Linked DNA regions of Mus musculus: region 2 is linked to region 1. The links are chromatin contacts, called in public Hi-C maps. All regions are on one chromosome and are shown on one strand. Each heading gives the region's core, a stretch centred on a gene start, on an enhancer-like site or on the middle of the called end of the contact. The rest is flanking DNA. Distances are from core to core; before and after follow the strand shown. Region 1 overlaps Cubn (cubilin (intrinsic factor-cobalamin receptor)). Region 2 has its middle 22 kb from the start of Vim.

Region 1 (3,657 bases), core at 616-3,115:
TTGGAAGAGCAGTCGGGTCCTCTTACCCATTGAGCCATCTCACCAGCCCAGGTTTAAGTTAAGTTATTTCAGTCACATAAAAAAAAAAAGAGTTGAAGTAGTATTCCTTGGAAGTTTCCAAGCATTCTATATATAATAGGATGTAATGAAAAATTCCTGTGTTTAATGGCATCATACAAGAAAGGCTTAATTTGCCTTCCATGTCTTATGACTGACCTTCTGTGATTGAGAAAATGAGGTTTACTTCTAGACATGCTTCAAGAACAGAAAAACAATACTTTGGATTGTGGTTGTAGCTCAGTGGTGCCTACAGTAGGTGCCTAGCAGTGGTAAGATTCTAGGTTTGAACTCCAGAATCAAAAAAGAAAAAATTGAAAAGGGTTTAGTAAAGGGACAACCTGCTGGGGCCCAAGTCAGAAAACATGTTACACAAGGCTCTGCTCACTAAGACTCTGATTTCCAGTGATGCAAAGGAGCCCACCTAGCTTTTTGGTTGGTTAATTGTTTTTTTTTTTTTCTTTTTTCTTTTTTTTTTTTTAATAAAGACAGGGTGTCTCGACATAGCCCTGGCTGTCCTGGAACTCAGGCTAATCTCAGACTCATAGAGATCCACCTACCTCTGCCTCCTGAGTGCTAGGATTAAAGGTGTGTTCCACGGTGTCTAAATGCCAGCATACTTTAATCTCCAGGGCTAGAGAGATGGTTTAGCAAGTGAAAGCACTTGTGATGCAAGACTGGGAGTTTGTGTTTGATTCCTAGATACTGTGGTAAAGGGGAGAATTAATTCTTGAACATTATCCTCTGACTTCTAGATATGCACGTATACATACAGGACCCCATAACACATATATTAACCATTAACACATATAAACATACAATGGTACAAATTAAAAACAAACAAAACAAAACCAAACCTATCTCACTGGGCCAGTGAGAAGGCTCAGCAGATAAAAAGCACTTGCTGTGCATACCTGGTGAGCTGAGTTCAATCCCCAGAACCCACATGGTAGAAAGAGAAAACACATTGCTGGGAATTGTTTTCTGACTTCCACACACATGCATAACCTTGCATACCTTGCATACCTACACAAATATCATAATCAAACACACTAAGAATAACAGACAAACAGAACTGTTAATATCACAATAATTGGGCCTTCTCTGTCAGTTGCTAACATACTGCATGTGTCTTTAATTTTATATCATCTGCTTTTGGGGGGCCCTTAATATTGAGAGGGGCCTATGAATTGTTTCATATTGTAATTGAAATCTGAAGTTACTATGGTTTCTGTGTTTGTACCAGATTGTCAAACACACAGGATGTAACCAAGCAGCCCAGCATTTTAGGAAGTGTAGCCTGGACAATAAACTCCTTCCCTGTGTGTCCTGATAAGGGCTGAGATGTTTTTGTTAGGGTGAGGGTGAGGGACACTTGAATTACAAACATCACACATGAATTGTGTTCCTAAGAGTCAAACTGACTAGACTGAACACAAAAGGCCTTATGATACACAGTATCACATTTGAAATGATGGCCAACATGGCAAAGTGAGAATCATTTCAAGTATTTTATTTTTAAAAAGACCTGCAGTGACACAAACTAGAATTCATATTCAAGGTGATAAAATCTCATCTGTAGGTTCTTGTTTCTTTAAGAGCGTTCAGAACTTCTCGATGGTTCTGTGGAGTAGATCTCAGGCTTGCTGAAAGCAGAAGAAATCATAGTTTTACCAGATTCAAACCAGCAAGCTTTCTGGTCATGCCTATGAGTCACAGCTGGAATGTCCTGTGGTTAACATTCTGTCTTGAAAACAGAATCAAGACCAGCAAGCCACTGCTGGTTTCTATGGTGACTGGTAAGCCACCGCTGGTTTCTATGGTGACTGTTACTTTTTGCATGGTGAGTTTACTCGGGAATGAACTGTGGAGGTGCATTAGCCATCCGTGTGAGAAGTTAAACAAACAAAAAATGTGATTTAATTAAATATAAATGTTAAAAGCACATAAAACTGAAGGAGCTGGGTGGATGGTCCTCCCCCTCTCTAGTAGAAGTATTGGTGTGAAGTAATTAATTCGTTAATTTATTTCACATTGTATTTAAGTATTTTCAAATATGTCTACTTGGTGTTTATTGTAATGCATCATTCCATTCTTTCCAAAGGATAACAACATTTAGTTATCATTTATCAGTGTTTCCACAAACCCATCTTCCTTGTCTATCTACCTGGCCCAGTCCCACACACAATGTACCACCACTGGCTTCTGGCATTTAGGGGCTCTTCTTTAGTGTAGAAGATCCCATTAGAAGGAAGAAAATATACCATCTACATCATTTAAAATTCCACAGCTCTTAACCTTGTTGAGCTGGAGAGAAAAAGAATGCGCTATAATGTATTATAATATATAATGACCTGTGTAGAATCAACTATGGTCCCCAGCTCCCTGCTACCCACTGCGTACGACAATCCACCAGGTAGAGGGTGCTTATGGCCACAAAAATGTTTACCTTAAGTTTTGCAAGTTAAAGACCAAGTAATTTCAGCTTTGGTCACTAAATCACAACCCAAAGTTAGAATCTCTTGGGTTTAAAGACTGTAGGCTGAAAGACTTGCTTATTAAGTCAGTATGTGGTGACAGTATATTTATTTTTGTATTTAGTTTCAAAGTAGACTTCACGCAATAAAATTGATGAAAACCTTGAAACAGAGATAAACACTCTGCTGTTAGACAGTGATTCAGGAGCATTCCTAGTACAGCCTGGGAGCACTCACAGCACATTCTGGGAGTACTTACGGCATAGCCTGGCTTCATTTTGCACCTACCTCCAGCTTAAGAAGGTGATAGAACCCAAGACTCAAGGGAAGGGCTTTGGCTCTTGTCTCTTCTGATTTTCTTATTCTCTTCCTTCCTTCCTTCCTTCCTTCCGTCCTTCCTTCCTTCCTTCCTTCCTTCCGTCCTTCCTTCCTTCCTTCCGTCCTCCTCCCTCTCCCTCTCTCTCTCCCTCTATCTCTCTCTCTTTCTTTCTTTCCTCTTCTTTTTTCATTCTATTGCCTTTTCCTGGCTTCTGTCAGCACATAGTGTTATCAGACTTTTTATTACTGCAACAAAACACCATGTTCAAAAGCAACTCAAGATGGAAAGGGCCATTTTAAGTCTACAGTTCCACATCACAGTCCATCATTGAGGAAAATCAAGGGTGGAACCGGGAGGCAGGAACAGGAAGTCACAAAGGAATGTTGCTTATTGGCTTGCTTTCCATGGCTTTCTTGTCCTGCTTCCTAATAGTACCCAGGACCACTGGCCTAGGTGTTGCACTGCCCACTGTGAGCTGGCCCCTTCCCACATCACTCATTAATGAAGATAATGCTCCATGGGTTTACCCAGAAGCCAATCTGGTAAGGGCAGTTTTAGATTTAGAATCCATCTTCCCAATTGTCTCCAGGTTGTGTGAAGTTGAGGTTAAACTAGACAGTGCATGTAGTATGCTAGGAACCTGACAAGAAATACAGGTAGTTAAGCAAGAGTGTTTACAACACAAATACAGGTAGTTAAGCAAGAGTGTTTACAACACAAAACCAAGAGAGGTAAGGTAATAAACCTGGGAACGAACTCTATCATGATCCATTTATTTAAAAATCATGGATTTAGTACCAAACA
Region 2 (3,711 bases), core at 1,210-3,709, 190 kb before region 1:
GACAGTACGAGCTGGATAACAAGATTCTCTGGTGACTCATGCATGGTTGGAGTTTGAGAAATACCCTTCTAAGTCACAGCGTGGACAGTGAAGACGAAATGGTTCCAGGGTGTCTCTATTCTTTAAATGTAAAAACTGCTCCCACTGTTGAGCGTTTGATGTGAACAAGGTATTCTGTTAACCACTGCTAATTGTCAGTGGACTCAGCCAGGGCAGCTATCTCTAATTCCACCTTTCAGATAAAAAAGACTCAGCATCAGAGAAATGAAGTAATTTGGCAGAATTGACAAATCCAGTAAATCACAGTTCTCACTTCAAAGGGAACAGGAGACTTCATTCTAAGCCAAAATGAGTGAGCAGGGCCTCAGTTGCCCAGAATGACGTGCTGCAAATGGACTTATTACACCAATATTTAGGAGAACAAAACCCCAAAGTCATAGGTAAAGACTTTGGTCGGTGGTGACCTTGGGTAGGGTGAGTAAAGTGGAGAGGACTCTGTTATATTTTTTACATAATGACCTTCCTAGCTTTGGGTCTAGTGGAAAAACTAGTGCTCTGCTAAGTTAGTACATTCTGAAGGTTTCTGTGTGATGGTCACCAAGATGTTAGGTGAGACTGGGAGGTGACCAATGAATGGTAATGAGGAGGACTACACATAGCCCAGGATGGTTCTAGATTTTTTAACGTTCCAAGTCACCAAAATCATGGAGGTCTAACCTGTTCATCAACTTTGTAGGGTCTTCGACATGAATGTGGCTTTTTATTCTGCAGCTTTCAGTTCACAGGGACATGTCTATCTTCTGAATGAGAAGTGTTGCTTCTTACTCATGTGTGTTTTGAAGTGTTAATTTCAACAAAGTCTGTTCTGAGTTCAGGAAGCAAATGGAAACTTCTGCTGCTGCTGCTGCTGCTGCTGCTGCTGCTGCTCTTCCTGGGGTGGCTGCTGCTCTTCCTGGGGTGGCTGCTGCTCTTCCTGGGGTGGTTGCTGCTCTTGCTAACTATTTTAGTAACTGAGTTTACAGCTGTATATCTGCAATAGATAACCATAGAAAATATTAATGGATATTTTTCACCTCAAGTCCCCAGGAAGGTTGAGTTATACCCATTGTATTTTAATCCCAATTCCCAGAAATTAACAATGGCCCTTAGAAAGGGCATGTGAGTTTTGTATGTGCCAGTAGATGTCAGTATTTCTTTGAACACTACAATGGTCTTGCCATTCTTTGTCATAAGGGCAAGTGTCATAGTGGTTTCTTAGATACTTTTTTTTTATTTAGAACCATCTTCTCAGACAAACATCTTCAATGGCATTAGAGAACCTGAAGAAATCCTTCTTATGGAGGGGTGTGTATGGTAAAGAGATAAGGATAGAACCCAGAACATTCTACTACTGAGCTACATCCCAGCCCTAAAGAACAAGTCTTTGTCCAATCTTCTCTCTCTCTCTCTCTCAATCTCTCTCTCCTCTCTCTCTCTCTCTCTCTCTCTCTCTCTCTCTCTCTCTCTCTCTCTCTCTCTCCCTCCCTCCTCTTTCTCTCTCTCTCCCTTCCTCTCTTTCTCCCTCCCTCCCCTTCCCTCCTTTCCTCCCTCTCCACTCCTCCCTCCCTCCCCCTCTCTCTGTCTCCTTGTTTTTTCTCCAGTCTTTTGCCTTTCTTTCTGCCTCATCTTTACACCGTTTCTGCCCCATCCCCTTCATTTTTTTATGTAAAAGATGATTTTCTCCTATGAAAATATTTTTATAAAGATGTTGGCAAAAGACATGGGTAACACTCTTTGGTGGATAAACCAGACTCCACTATCACAGGTTTTAACAACCCCACAGTGCTAAATGCCTATTAAAAGGAAGGGCTGTTTGAGGTGAATCACTAATCCACAGAGCATGAACTGGCAGCTTTGAGGAAATTCAGTTACCTGGGCTTCACTATGCTTTCTCCAAAGGCTGTATTTATTTTTTCAAATGGTGTTTTACATGCAATGTATTCTAGGTCCTGATTCAGAGCATTATTCGTTATTCAGTGTATAAGGAGGCTGAATCGGGTTCACCAAGGACTAGGATTTAAATTGGCATGCATTTGATTTAGATAGTGGTCTTTGATTTGTGTGGCTTTTTCATGGCTCTGCTGGCACTATTTCCACGAGTAACAATTTAATTCTTCCCCACTGAGTGCTTTTCCTTGTTTGCTTTCCAGAATGACTTTGCTCTCCCTGAGCCACCCCCTCCACCCACCCACCCACCCCCAACCTTTGCTTTATATTAAGCACATAAAATCATTTGACAGGTATCTGAAGAGACTCACTTCTCTGACGAGGGAGGTCATTAGAAGCTTCTAAATAAGGGAAACGTCCTGAGAGGGATTAAATAAGAGAAACATTTTCTGAGTCATTAGACACTAGATGGGTTCAAATACCAGAAAAACACACTGTAGCACTCCACTTGGCACTGGTAATGACTTAATGCTTCTCCAGACTTCTCTGACCCTGTGAGGAATGTTTCTGCACTTCTGAGGCCTGATTAGCAACACAAGGCAAAAGATGGTAGGACCCACGGAAGGCTGGAAGACTGAGGGCTACTCCCAAGGCCTAGTTTATAATTTAGAAAATATGAAGATTGATGGCAAGAGTTGTTATGCTCAAAATGTCTAGAAATTGGATAGTTTAATGTTCCCTCAGAGCTTCAACCCATTACAAGGTAGAGGGTTTTTATTATTATTATTATTATTATTATTATTATTATTACTACTATTATTATTAATTTCTGTTTTCCTTTTCATTAGGCTTCTACAGTCCACACTTTGGAAGTGGACTTATATCTCTATTTCCTGATTTGCTATCTGGATGGCCTTGTCAATATTGCTTAATTATTGCCATCTGTAAACCTCAGTTTTCCTATCTATGAAGTGGGGATTACAAATGCTTGACTGATTGAGGATTGTGTGGGTCATAGGGTAGCTTTTTTTCTATGCCCATTTTCAATTTCAGGAACTTCCTTTAGAGCATGAATGTATGGCCTGCCTTTGAATGGAGTTTCTTATTTGATACTGATCAAGCAGTATTTGCAGATTCTGGGGACAGACCAATGAACAAACAAAGGGGACTCCTGAACTCAGGCAATTACATTCTAGGGAGGCCACAAAAACTGTCAAGTGACCCAATACATAAGGTTGCAATAGCAGGTTGAAATGAGTGTGTTACAGCAAATGTCGTTTTGAGAAAAAGAAAGATGGAGCAAAGGGACAGATAGTAATGAGGTCAAGAACAGTTACTTGTATGAGGAAGCATTAAAAGAAAAAGATAATTTATCAATAATGGTTCAAGAAGAGGAAGCCTGTGAGGTTGAGAGGGACAGAGATCGACACAGACAGGTAGGACACAGGAGAGATGGGAGAACTAATAGTATTATATTTTACTTAAGTTAAAAATAACTTTAAAAGACAATGACGATTTTGAAACTTTGGGGTGTTGAGAAATGAAGAGAGAGGCCATCAGAAGAACTAAAAGATAAAGGATTTTTTCTTTCTGGAGGCACAGTCTGAAAAGTGAAAATAACTGAAAGACCTGGTGTCCAAGAATCTTCAGAAGATTTGGGCTTCCACACAGTTATTTCAGGAAATGGTTTCCATCACTGAGTCACCTTGGCAGAAGGTATTAGAACCCAGGACCTAGGGTTGTGACAGTTTAAGCCTTTTCCTGGACACTACCTGCTGGGTTCTG

Evidence for each region. Hi-C and Micro-C count contacts between places; a contact is called where the count stands out from the background.
Region 2: a contact with region 1 is called in a Hi-C map of embryonic fibroblasts, with 4 times the contacts expected there. The contact joins two enhancer-like sites. A contact is called at or near these places in 12 of 484 Hi-C or Micro-C datasets (ECoMG-derived neutrophils, the G1E-ER4 cell line, Th1 cells and 8 more) and 3 of 115 datasets of contacts at active chromatin or transcription factors (CD8 T cells, bone marrow-derived macrophages and heart atrium).

What each region holds. Positions count from the first base shown.
Region 1 is chr2:13,405,614-13,409,270 of GRCm38.p6, reverse strand. The region is part of intron 27 of Cubn (cubilin (intrinsic factor-cobalamin receptor)); the gene reads left to right. Among named protein-coding and RNA genes, the nearest start is that of Cubn, 84 kb to the left of the region's middle. Within about 2 kb of position 1,865, at least 167 of the 459 cell types and tissues checked have an H3K27ac peak or open chromatin away from gene starts, as enhancers often do. A contact at or near this core is called in embryonic fibroblasts, where this site is marked.
Region 2 is chr2:13,594,684-13,598,394 of GRCm38.p6, reverse strand. No RefSeq gene overlaps it. Among named protein-coding and RNA genes, the nearest start is that of Vim, 22 kb to the right of the region's middle. Within about 2 kb of position 2,459, at least 5 of the 459 cell types and tissues checked have an H3K27ac peak or open chromatin away from gene starts, as enhancers often do. A contact at or near this core is called in embryonic fibroblasts, where this site is marked.